Regions from separate parts of the Mus musculus genome. Here region 1 is linked to region 2. The links are chromatin contacts, called in public promoter capture Hi-C maps. All regions are on one chromosome and are shown on one strand. The core of a region is the stretch at or near the end of the contact, and the rest is flanking DNA. Distances in the headings are between cores, read along the strand shown.

Region 1 (5,315 bases), core at 2,139-4,638, 2.7 Mb after region 2:
TACACCAGTAGGAAAGACACAACTGCAACAATGAAGCCATGGTCAAACTACTCACAGTGCAAACCCTGCAGACGTAGCACTTTGTTTATGGCAGCCATGGTTGGTAGCAAATCCATGCTATGGCTGAGGGTAACTCTGAATATCATGTCCGCCTGCCAGGTTTCCTAAGTGCTGGGTATCACAGGCTGAACCATCAAACCAGCTGGGACACATTGTAAAAGTTAACTTCTATTCACCTTTTTTCCTTCATTAGGTTTCGATAATAATGAAACAATAAACCAAGCTTGCTTTGCCATATATGCCAATTTTATAGTGTAAATATTCCAAAATCATGGCCAGAAATCAAGCTACAAATGTTACCTTTGGAAACAAACTGTGTAGTGGTAGATATTCTATTTTATCGCGGTAGAGGGAATCTTGTGTACTGTGTGGAAGCATCAATAAAAAGCTGATGGCCTATTCAAAAAAGACAGGAAATCAGAAGTGGGAGTTCTGGTTGAGAGCTAGGTTCTCTGGGAGTTAGTCAGACATAGGAAGTTAGACATCCAGACTCTAAGGAGACAGACTATGAAAGTGAGGAGAGGTAGAATAGAATAGAATAAATGGGTTATATAAGTTATGAGCTAGTCAGGAAACAAGCCCACGCTTATGGCCTAGACATATTCATAAATAATTAAGTCTCGGAGTTATTATCTGGCAACAAGGGCAAGGGGAGAAAAGACTGTGGTTACATATCACTTTCCAGCAGTGAGGTATAGCGGTGGATTTTGGCTATGTGGCTTTGGCTCCCTGCAGATTACACCAGTGCACCTGCTATCTTTGCTATCTTTGGATTCACAAATGAGACACACACACACACACACACACACACACACACACACACACACACATTAGCTTCTTTTTAAAATGCCTTGGCTACCTCAAAGGTTGGGCACTCCTAAACCTTCCTCTGCTACCCAAGGCCCAATCGGGAAACTGGCCAGCGGCTACCCACCCAAATTCTCACATGGCCAGTCGGCCCTCTCTTCTGAAGCTCTCCTCTTCCGTCTCCCACCACATCCTGGCAATCTTCTGTGCCCCTGTGTCCTAGCCATAGCAACTCTAAGGGTCCCACCCGACTCCTGTTCCCCAGCCATTGGCTGCTGGCATCTTTATTGATGGATCAAAAACCAACTGTGGACAAGGACCTTTAGCGTTTGGACAGGCAGACTGAATCAAAGCATTAGAACCAATCTCCAACAATGAGGTATTACATACATATAGGCAATGACAAGACAAATGCTGCGACAATGCTAACATGTCGTGAGATCAGGAAATGAAGACTTTAATTTCCAGCACATTTTCTTTCACTTTATGACTATATAATTTAATGTCCTAAATAGCTATTTGCAAAAATTCCAAAAAACTTAACAGCTGGCTCCCTCTCTAGCACACCACTGGCTTGTCTTATTACTGAACTGGTAGAGTTCTTTAAATATATCCTAGTTCAGCACTACCCAATATAACTTTCTGGGATAATGAAAATATCTGTCCTGTAATTTCAAATTACTCAGTGCAAGATCCACCAGCTACCCTGAGCACAGCATTGGCTGATCAGAAGCATAGTATAGCTGAGGAGCTGAAGCTTAAATTTTACTTAATTGGACTAAGTTCAAAGAGAAATTACTGCAGAGAGCTAGTGACTGCTGTATGGAGGAGTGGTCCGACTCCCCGCTACATATCTGGAGTGATACTGAAGAGAAGCAGCATTGCTGTATTGCAAAATTCTACATGTTCACAATAGTTAATTAGCACACATCTAGGCTGTCATCAGAACGCAAGGGCTGAAATATTTCCTTCCTTTTAAAGTATTAAAAGTAACATTTCACAGAATAATAATAAAGAGTAAATAAGATAACATATGTAGGGTGCTCAGTACTCTTTCTGCCTATATTGTGAGCTCGGTAATCAGAGCTACACATTAGTTCTGGCTTCCATTTTTGAGTCTGTTAAATTTGCAGACCAGCGCATCCCTCAACCCTTCCTGGAGTAGACAGCAATTAACACGGAGACCCAAAACTGGTCAACACACAGAGAATAAGAGATCTTGGGACACTCAGCCCTAAATGGGATGTCTACAGCATCCCCTTTACCTCAGGGCTCATGGGCGTGGGTCTATGTGGAAGAGGAGAAGGATTGTTTAAGAGCCAGGGGTGATAAACGGCTTCCAATAAGCAGTTTTTCAGGGATTGTGTCAGTATGCACAAGACCCACAAAAGCTCAAGCCATACAAAACACAGAGAAGGGGGAGTGGGCACAAAAGACCCAACTGTAGCCAAAACTATTCATAACTGATAGCTGCTGGGAGAGGGAAAATCAGTTTTCTTCAGTGGAGTGACTGGGTATATCAACCACTCTCCAGGGCAGGACTCCATGCTTAGTTTGTTTTTTACTTTAGAAAGAGGAAAAATAGAGCATGAGTTGGGTGTGTAGGGAGTTGGGGGAGGATATGGAAGGTGTTGGGGGAAGGAAATGAATATGATCAAAATATATTGTATGAAATTTTCAAAAAAAAAAAATCAAACATTTTAAAACGCTCCTCTCCGTTACCTGTATAGCTCACAGGTTTGAAAACTGGATAAACCCTCACTCACCAGCCAATTATTAATAATCTAAGTAATGCATTAACCATAATTTCCCAAAGTGGATAAAATCAAATGTTACGATAACGCTCCCCTCCCAACCGGACCCTTTTAAAATTGGCCGGGCTGCGGGAGAGAACCGTGAGTGACAGCGCGTCCGGCCAGTCACTGTCACTGGCCAATCAGAGGTGGCCCCGTCTTAGGCCCGCCCCAAGGCCCGGCCCAATCGGGTCCCGGTGGCGGCGTGAGCAGGGCGGTTGAGAGGCGGTCGGTTCCAAGTGGGTCCCGGCGCGGGGGAGAGGACGGCTTGGCAAGCAGGACCCGTGAGTGAGGTTCGCACGCCGCGACTCAACTGCCCCACACTGCGGCTGCCGGGCACGGCCCTGCCAAGCGGGACCGCCGCGACTGACCTTTGCCGGGAGCCCATTCTGGCAAGTGGCGTGTGCCGCGGGTCCCTGGCGTCCCCTCCGGCGCGCTCTTGGAGCCACTTCCCGGAGCGGAAGTCTGCCTGCTCGGGCTCCGGTGGGACCTGCTCGGAGGAATGGCGCCGCCGGGTGAGGCGTTGCGCATGGCTCAATAGTGGGGCCCCGCGGCCGACACGCTTTGGGGAGCGGGGCGTCGCCCGCGGGAGGCTAGTGCGGACCACACGGGCGCCGGCTAGGCGCGGTTCCCCTCCCCTACGGGGCAGGGGCATGGGCACGGGCGCTTTCGGGGTCGAGCGTGTGGCGGAGGCTGCGAGCTGGTGAAGTGCTGGGGACCCGAAGGGTTGGTGGCGGGGCGTGCGACGTGGGACTACGGGTCCCCGCAAGGCCGAGCGCGAGCCCGGGCAGCGCGGAGCCCGAGCCTGGCCTCCTCCATTCATTCGAGTAGTACCAGCGGCCTACGCCTGTCACAGAGAGCCACCCCTGGCATCATGAAAGCTTTTGAGCATGTCACTAGACTTTCTTCGACTTCTAGGTTCCTTTTCCCTGACAGGGACAGGAGACTCACAGGTCTGTCTGGGAGCTGAAAGCCTAGGGTATGAAGTGATATTACGGGTGCAGACTTGTAACCGGCCACGTATTGATTGTGAGAACAGAAGCCAGGGACTCAACAGCTTAGTTTCTCATCTGGTATCTGCTTCGCAAGAGTTGTGTTAAATGATATTTCTGTGCTTGCTTTTAACAGTGCCGGGCAAAACTCAATGCTTGGTAGATTCTGAGTGGATAGGTGGGAATCTTAGTGTATTCAAGTCACTATTTTATTTGTTGGTAAAGTGGCTAAAGTCAGAACTTGCATTGAAACTTAAGTTTGAGTTTCAGTTATTTGTCTCAGGGCAAGGGAGTGGGCACCTACTTAAGAACCTTTTTTCTTTTCTTTACTTAGATAGGGTCTAGGGAGCTGGGAGTTGGTTCAGTGCAACTTGTGGATCTGAGTTCAAATCTTAGCACTGGGTATGGCTGGCTGCATTGTGCACGTAACCCCAGCATTGGAGGGCAGAGACCAGCAGATCCCAAGAGGTAACCATCTAGTCTAGCAAAAATGGTTCTAGATCAGTGAAAAGGCCCTGCCTCAAGGCAAGAAGGCATAGAACATCAGAGGAAGTCATCCTGTGTTTACTCTGGCCTCTGCATGCCTGTGCACTGGCATACACTTATGTGCATGTACCACAATACACACAGAATAGGTAGGGTCTTACTATGAAGCTGGGGCTCCAGCTCAGACTCACCATCTTGCCTCTGTTTCCCTAGTCCTGGAGTGACAGGTATGAAATAGTTTACAAACCATTTCTTGGTTTGTAAAATGCAGAAAATACCCACCTCACTTGGATATTAGAAGGCTTAAAGACTGGTGCAGTGCATACAAAGAACTCAGTATAATTTGGGCCTACCCATTCAATTGAGTGTTCAAGTACGAGCCAGAAAAGTTGCTACTGTGCTTAAGTGTAGAAAGATTCAGCTTCTGGCACAGAGGCTATAAGGGGATTCACAGTTTAGCTGGAGGAGCGGTGATCATAGTCCTTCACTACATCAAATCCCTGATTGCCCATTGGTCATTGGGAATTTTGCCAAATGCCTCGATGTCTCTTTCTCTACATCTTCTTAGCCATTGGCAATTCTGATAGGTTTTAACTTCAAATTGTGGCAAGACTGACTATTTCCTTAGCACCTCCACCTCTGTTCCCTTATTGGCTCTCATTCTTTCTGTATTTGGAGCATGGCAGTATCCTCCTACATAGCTCCTCCCCCTCCTCCTGTCTTCACCCCTGCTTAGGCGGGTGTAACGGGTATAACCCAGTATTGTCTTCAGCAAAGCAATCCTGTTAAATTGCTTGTCAGATCGCTTCCCTACTCAGAGCTGTGCTGTGGTCCCTTCTTTCAGTTGCCTTCTTTCAGTTGCCTACAGGTCCTTTGGATTGGCTTCTGCTACCTGTTAACATATGAGCTCCAATCCTGTCTTTGTATCTAGTTTTCTTGTTACAGTTTCTCATTTGGGCCTTGAGAGATCACTGCATACAGAACACATTCCTCCCAAGATACCAAGACACCTGTTCTGTGCTTTATTTTCTCTCCAGTGCCTCTCTGCTTTCCAATGGGATAAATCATGGTTCTTAACTTTTTTTTCCCACTAGAATGTAATCTGTTTGAGAATGGCGGTTCCGAGCTGTATGTTTATTTTTAACACTAAACTAGTGCTTGGGGTTCAGTTCCCAGC
Region 2 (4,853 bases), core at 1,183-3,682:
GAGTGCTGGGTTTAAAGGTATGCACCACTATCATCCAGCATGAGCATGTTTGTTAAGTTAATGGTCTGCACCAATGTGAAGAGACCCATGAAAGGGCAAGCGCTGGGGACACAAAGAGGCTGAAACAAGAGCCTGCAGGCCCAGGGAAAGGAAAAGTGAAGGCCAGATGAGTGCCCTGCCCCTCATTCAGGGAGCCTGGGGTGATGTCCCACACAAGTCTGGATCCCAGGCCCACAACTGACTCACTTCTCTGAACCTCCACTCCTTTACCGTGAAATGGAATGAAGAATTCCCACCTAGAAAGCTGTTGTAAGGACATCTTACAACACTACCATCACTGAGCTAGAGTAATGTCTTAACATAAGCCCCCACCTCCAGCCTCAGATCAAACCACACTTCCCACTCCCTATTCTGTACACTCCAGGAAGGGTTGCTTGCTTGATCCCCCATTTTGAGCTCTCGAGACTTCAAGCTGTACCTCCAAGTCCCTAGCTCTTCTACCCTGCCCCCGCCCCACTATACCTCCCAAGTCCCTGACTCTCACATTCTGCCCCCCCAACACACACACACACACACACACACCCACACACACACACACACACACACTGTGGGACCCAAAGGGAAGAAACCACTCACCATTTTTGTCTGCTCTTCGGAAAACCTAGGGGACAAAGGGAAATAAGTGGGCACTGTGAGGGGAGCCAGGGAGATAGGGGTGCCCCTCCCAAGCCAGTGGGGCTCCAGCTTGGCAGCCAGCCCCCCTGCATCGCCTTCACCCTGCTCAGGGAAGTCCTGCAGGAGTCTCCAGCAAGGTAGCACAGGAAGCTCTCACAGCAAGCCCTAGTGCTGACTCCCTCCTGCTGTAGGGCTGGCTTCACGGTGGGTGGGTGCTCCTGGCCAGCTCTCTGTACCTTCACCTCCCACAGCTGGAGTCAAGCCCGAGTTGGCTCTGATGTAGCAGCCTTTGGCATGTTCCCAGCTTGAGGAAGGTTGGACAGATGGGCTAAGAATCTTCCTGAGAAGCCTTGGAAGCCATATCAGATCTGAATGTTTCCCTCCCCACCCCTCCCCCACCCTGACTTTATGGGTATTCTCCCAAGTCCACACACTATTCTCCACCTACCCTCACTGAACAGGCTCTTTCCCTTGTGCCTGCTTATTTTGGGTGTTCTGGTTTTCCCACTAGTATGTGAGGGAGCAGCTTAGAGTTTAACCCTTTCAGGGCTGGGACCTCTTATAAGGCCAATTCATCATGAAGACTGTGGGCATCTGTGTGTACACATTTGTGTAAGGAACAAGGAGGGTGGCAACGGCCCGTAGATTTTATTTGTAGAGGCAATGATGAAACAGACAAGTTCAAAGCCTAGACAGAACTCATAGAGCCCAGGGTCCTGAATGCTAAACTCTTCCACCCAACTCCCTCAGGGTCACTAGGCTAATCAACCAATATAACCCTTAGGCTGACTCAGAGAAAGGGCTGCTACTGGATTGGGATCACACAGCAGCTCAACGCAGCCGGGCTGGGGTAATTTGGATGGGAGTGGGGCAGGAGAGCTAAGCTTGAATGAAGATACTCCATTCATACCCCAGGGTGCCTCCTGACCTGAAACATGCCTCCTCAGGCTTGAAGGACCATGGTCAAGGTGCTGAGTCACTAGGGCATTGGGGAGGGGGCACAACAGCCTCTTACACTGGCAGGGACTTCTAGAATAGGGGCAGAAGAGAGCCAGGACTTGCTGAGCACATAGTAGAAGGGGGAAAGAGAGGCGCTCAGAGCTAGGGCTCCTGCACTTGGAGTTTTGCCTCTAGCTAGGTAAGGTAGCACAGGAAGATTGCACAGCGATCTGAGACAGGGTAGGATGCTCTACATCTACAAAAGGGGGCTCAAGGCCACCTGCTGCCCATGAGAGGAGTCCCTTACCAACTGTAAGACTCTGCCACCCTTGATCAGGCCTGAGGCTTCCGGGGCAGGACAGAGCTCCTTCAAGGTCTAGGTAGGCTCCCCTGTCCTATCAGCCCAGCCGGGGCTGCCATGGAGCAGGCTGCTGTGACTGAGTGTTGGCAGTCCCCAGCCCCAGTGGACACAATTAGGGTGAGGGGCAGTACTGCTGAGAGACAAGGAGAGACACGGAGCGGCACAGACAGCACAAGAAATGCAATGGCAGGAAGACAAAAAGGCAGGAGGATCACAACAGCAGGGTCACAGATAGTCTAGGAGAGGGACCGAAGCAGGACCAACAGATGTGGAGGGAGAGACAGGGACATGGAAGACTGAGACCTAGGGAGCCTGATGCCCGCCCGCCGGTGCCCCACTCACGTCCTGGAAAAGCGCGTGTCCCGCGGCAGGCGCAGAGTGTCGCGGCTGCTGGGGCGCAGGTGGCCCGAGCAGGCACACAGTAAGCAGCCCGGCGCACGCCATGGCTCGGAGGCTTGCAAGGCTGCGGGTTGCGGTTACCAGGCCGCCCAGGCTGGCTGGGGGCGGGGCGCGCGCCCATTGGCCCAAGCATGGCCCCGCCCCCACCTGGCCTCGGTTTCCCCGCCTGGAAGAGGCTTCCAAAAGGAGTCACCCCAGAAGTCACTGGCAATGACATCTTGCCAGGAGTCCCACAGGAACCGGCGCTCCACCCAGTCGGGTGTGGGCAGGCAAAGCTCTAAGTGCAGGAGCCCTAATAGATCAGACCCACAAGCGTTTTATATCTGGACATCTGCACTTCCCTGTCAAATGAGGATAATAGCCTTCCCCCTTAGCCCCCAGGTTGTAAAGAAGTAAGCTTTGTAGATGCTCAGCTCAGAGGACTTCCATCTATGCTTTAACACAAGTCATGGATTGCCAATCACCCCTTCCTTCTCCCAGATCTCTGCCCCAGCACCTTTCAGGAAACTCTCCCTGGTCTTCTACTTACAAGGCCTATAGGGAGGGAACAGCAGCTGCAAGCGTAGGCCCACGCACATACACACAGGAAAGCATTCGACACAAACACAGTTCACTGTGTTGCATCTTTACTAATGTTCAGAAGGTGCACAGCAAGCTGACTCTGACGCTCCCTCTTCTGTACTTAGGTCCCAAGCATAACTCCCTACCCACCATTGGGTCAGTTTTCTTCTCAAGGGGTTACAAACTGAAAGGAAATTAAGTCAGATAGGAAGAGGGAGTGAACATTCCCTCCAACACTAGCCTCACTCTGGCTGGCGGAGAGTTTCAAACCCAGCCCTAACACCATCAAAACATTTATTAAAATCAAAGCAGGAGGGAACAGAACTGTTAGGAAACAAATCAAAGTGCAGACTGGAGGGTGGGGAGGACAGCAGAGGAGCACTCCAGCCATAGGAAGGACGCATACCCACCCCTCCTGGCCGCAGTCAGCCAAGGCCCTCACGTACCCTCCCCATCTCAGATCCCCTGGATACATGCGGCTGGAGTACTGGTACAAAGGGACTGTTTCTCCAGCCCATCCATGGCTGTCAGTCTGTCTCCCTCTCCCTTTCCCAATAAATAAACTGCTTGGGCCTCAGCAACTCTTGGGTAGGGATCCTGCCCTTGCTTCAGAGAACAGGGACTTAAGGTATCACCCATGCCCCCCACCCTTTGCTTATCCCCCCAGGCTTGCCAGAGGCCTCGATAAATAAATAAACGCTCCATTAAAGCTTCGATCGGAAAACTTTTAAGCAGTGCTCTTGCTGCCCTGCAAACCCAGCCAGGCAAGCTGTACCACCCGGCCTGGCTGACACACAGGATTCTGAAAGCAGGCAGCCACCCTGGGCCTCACAGGGCCCCTGCAGCAAGGACACCAAAAGTGCAGTTAGAGCCCACCCCCACCCCAATGCGCACACATGGATCCATGCACACATGTGGACACACCAGGATGTGTCTGCAGCACACATACAGATGTGTTCACCTTCATTCCCGGGCACACGTGCACATACACATACATACACACACACACACACACACACACACACACACACACACACACACACTCACACACACACACACACACACTCACACACACACACACACACACACACTCAGACACACACCCCAGGCACACAGTGCGCAGTGTGGGGTGCATGCACACACACTGTACAACATCCTTCCCATTTTGGTCTGCTCAATGTGGCAGCAACCAAACCCCAGAGCTAGAAGCTATTGGGACAGAGGGTATGGATCGTGCTATTCCAATGAGGCAGGAAGGATGGCCCAGGGCAGGAGGCTCCAAAGCTGCAGACAGGTGGGCATCTCCAGACACCCTGAATCCCTAGGCTTCTGTCAGAAATCCAGAGGGGTCAGGTCCCCAAAGTCACAGTCAAAGAGATCTCTAATGCCCTCACCCTCCTCGAGACCAAAGTGATAGTCAAGGGCCTCGTGGGGTGGGGAGAGGCTGATGAACTCCCCAGGGAGGAGCCCAGAGAAGTCTTCTTTAACATGCTCCAGGAGTGAGTCAGCAGCCACCAGTGGTGACAGTTGGTCCTCTTCCATAGGGACCCTCAGGTGGCCCATCCGTGGCAATACTGCTTCTGGAGAAAGGAGGCATTACAAGTTAGGAGAGGCCCAGCAGGAGAGGGGCTGCCATGAGTGCCTGCCAAATACTACAAACCCTGGCCCTACCTACCTTGCTCCAGGCCCAACAGGGATTGACTGGGATCCAAGGCTGGGGATGTGGAGGGAGGTGATGGTGGAGGCCCTGCTGGGCCAGAGTCTGCAGTCCGGTCCTCCCCAGAGGATGTCTCCTGGCATGAGGTCTTCCCAGGGCTAATCCCGTCTGCACTCTCCTCCGGGCACAGGAAAACATCAATGGGGCCTTGTTTGCTCTTAAGGGAGATCTGAAATGTCTGGGTGGAGGCAGCAGGCAGGA

Evidence for each region. Promoter capture Hi-C pulls out the DNA fragments that hold promoters and counts their contacts.
Region 1: a contact with region 2 is called in a promoter capture Hi-C map of liver, with 3 times the contacts expected there. The contact joins the promoter of Mroh8 here to the promoter of Necab3 in region 2. A contact is called at or near these places in 2 of 39 promoter capture datasets (liver and pre-B cells).

The regions. Positions count from the first base shown.
Region 1 is chr2:157,276,161-157,281,475 of GRCm38.p6, forward strand. Mroh8 (maestro heat-like repeat family member 8) reads right to left here and starts at 3,389. Exons shown (of 25, transcript NM_001039557.4): 1 at 3,032-3,389. The coding sequence starts at 3,315. It overlaps Rpn2 (ribophorin II), which reads left to right and starts at 2,938. Exons shown (of 17, transcript NM_019642.4): 1 at 2,938-3,175. The coding sequence starts at 3,163.
Region 2 is chr2:154,556,421-154,561,273 of GRCm38.p6, forward strand. It overlaps Necab3 (N-terminal EF-hand calcium binding protein 3), which reads right to left and starts at 2,433. Exons shown (of 13, transcript NM_021546.3): 1 at 2,318-2,433; 2 at 637-661. The coding sequence starts at 2,419. It overlaps E2f1 (E2F transcription factor 1), which reads right to left. Exons shown (of 7, transcript NM_007891.5): 6 at 4,611-4,830; 7 at 2,980-4,515. The coding sequence ends at 4,268.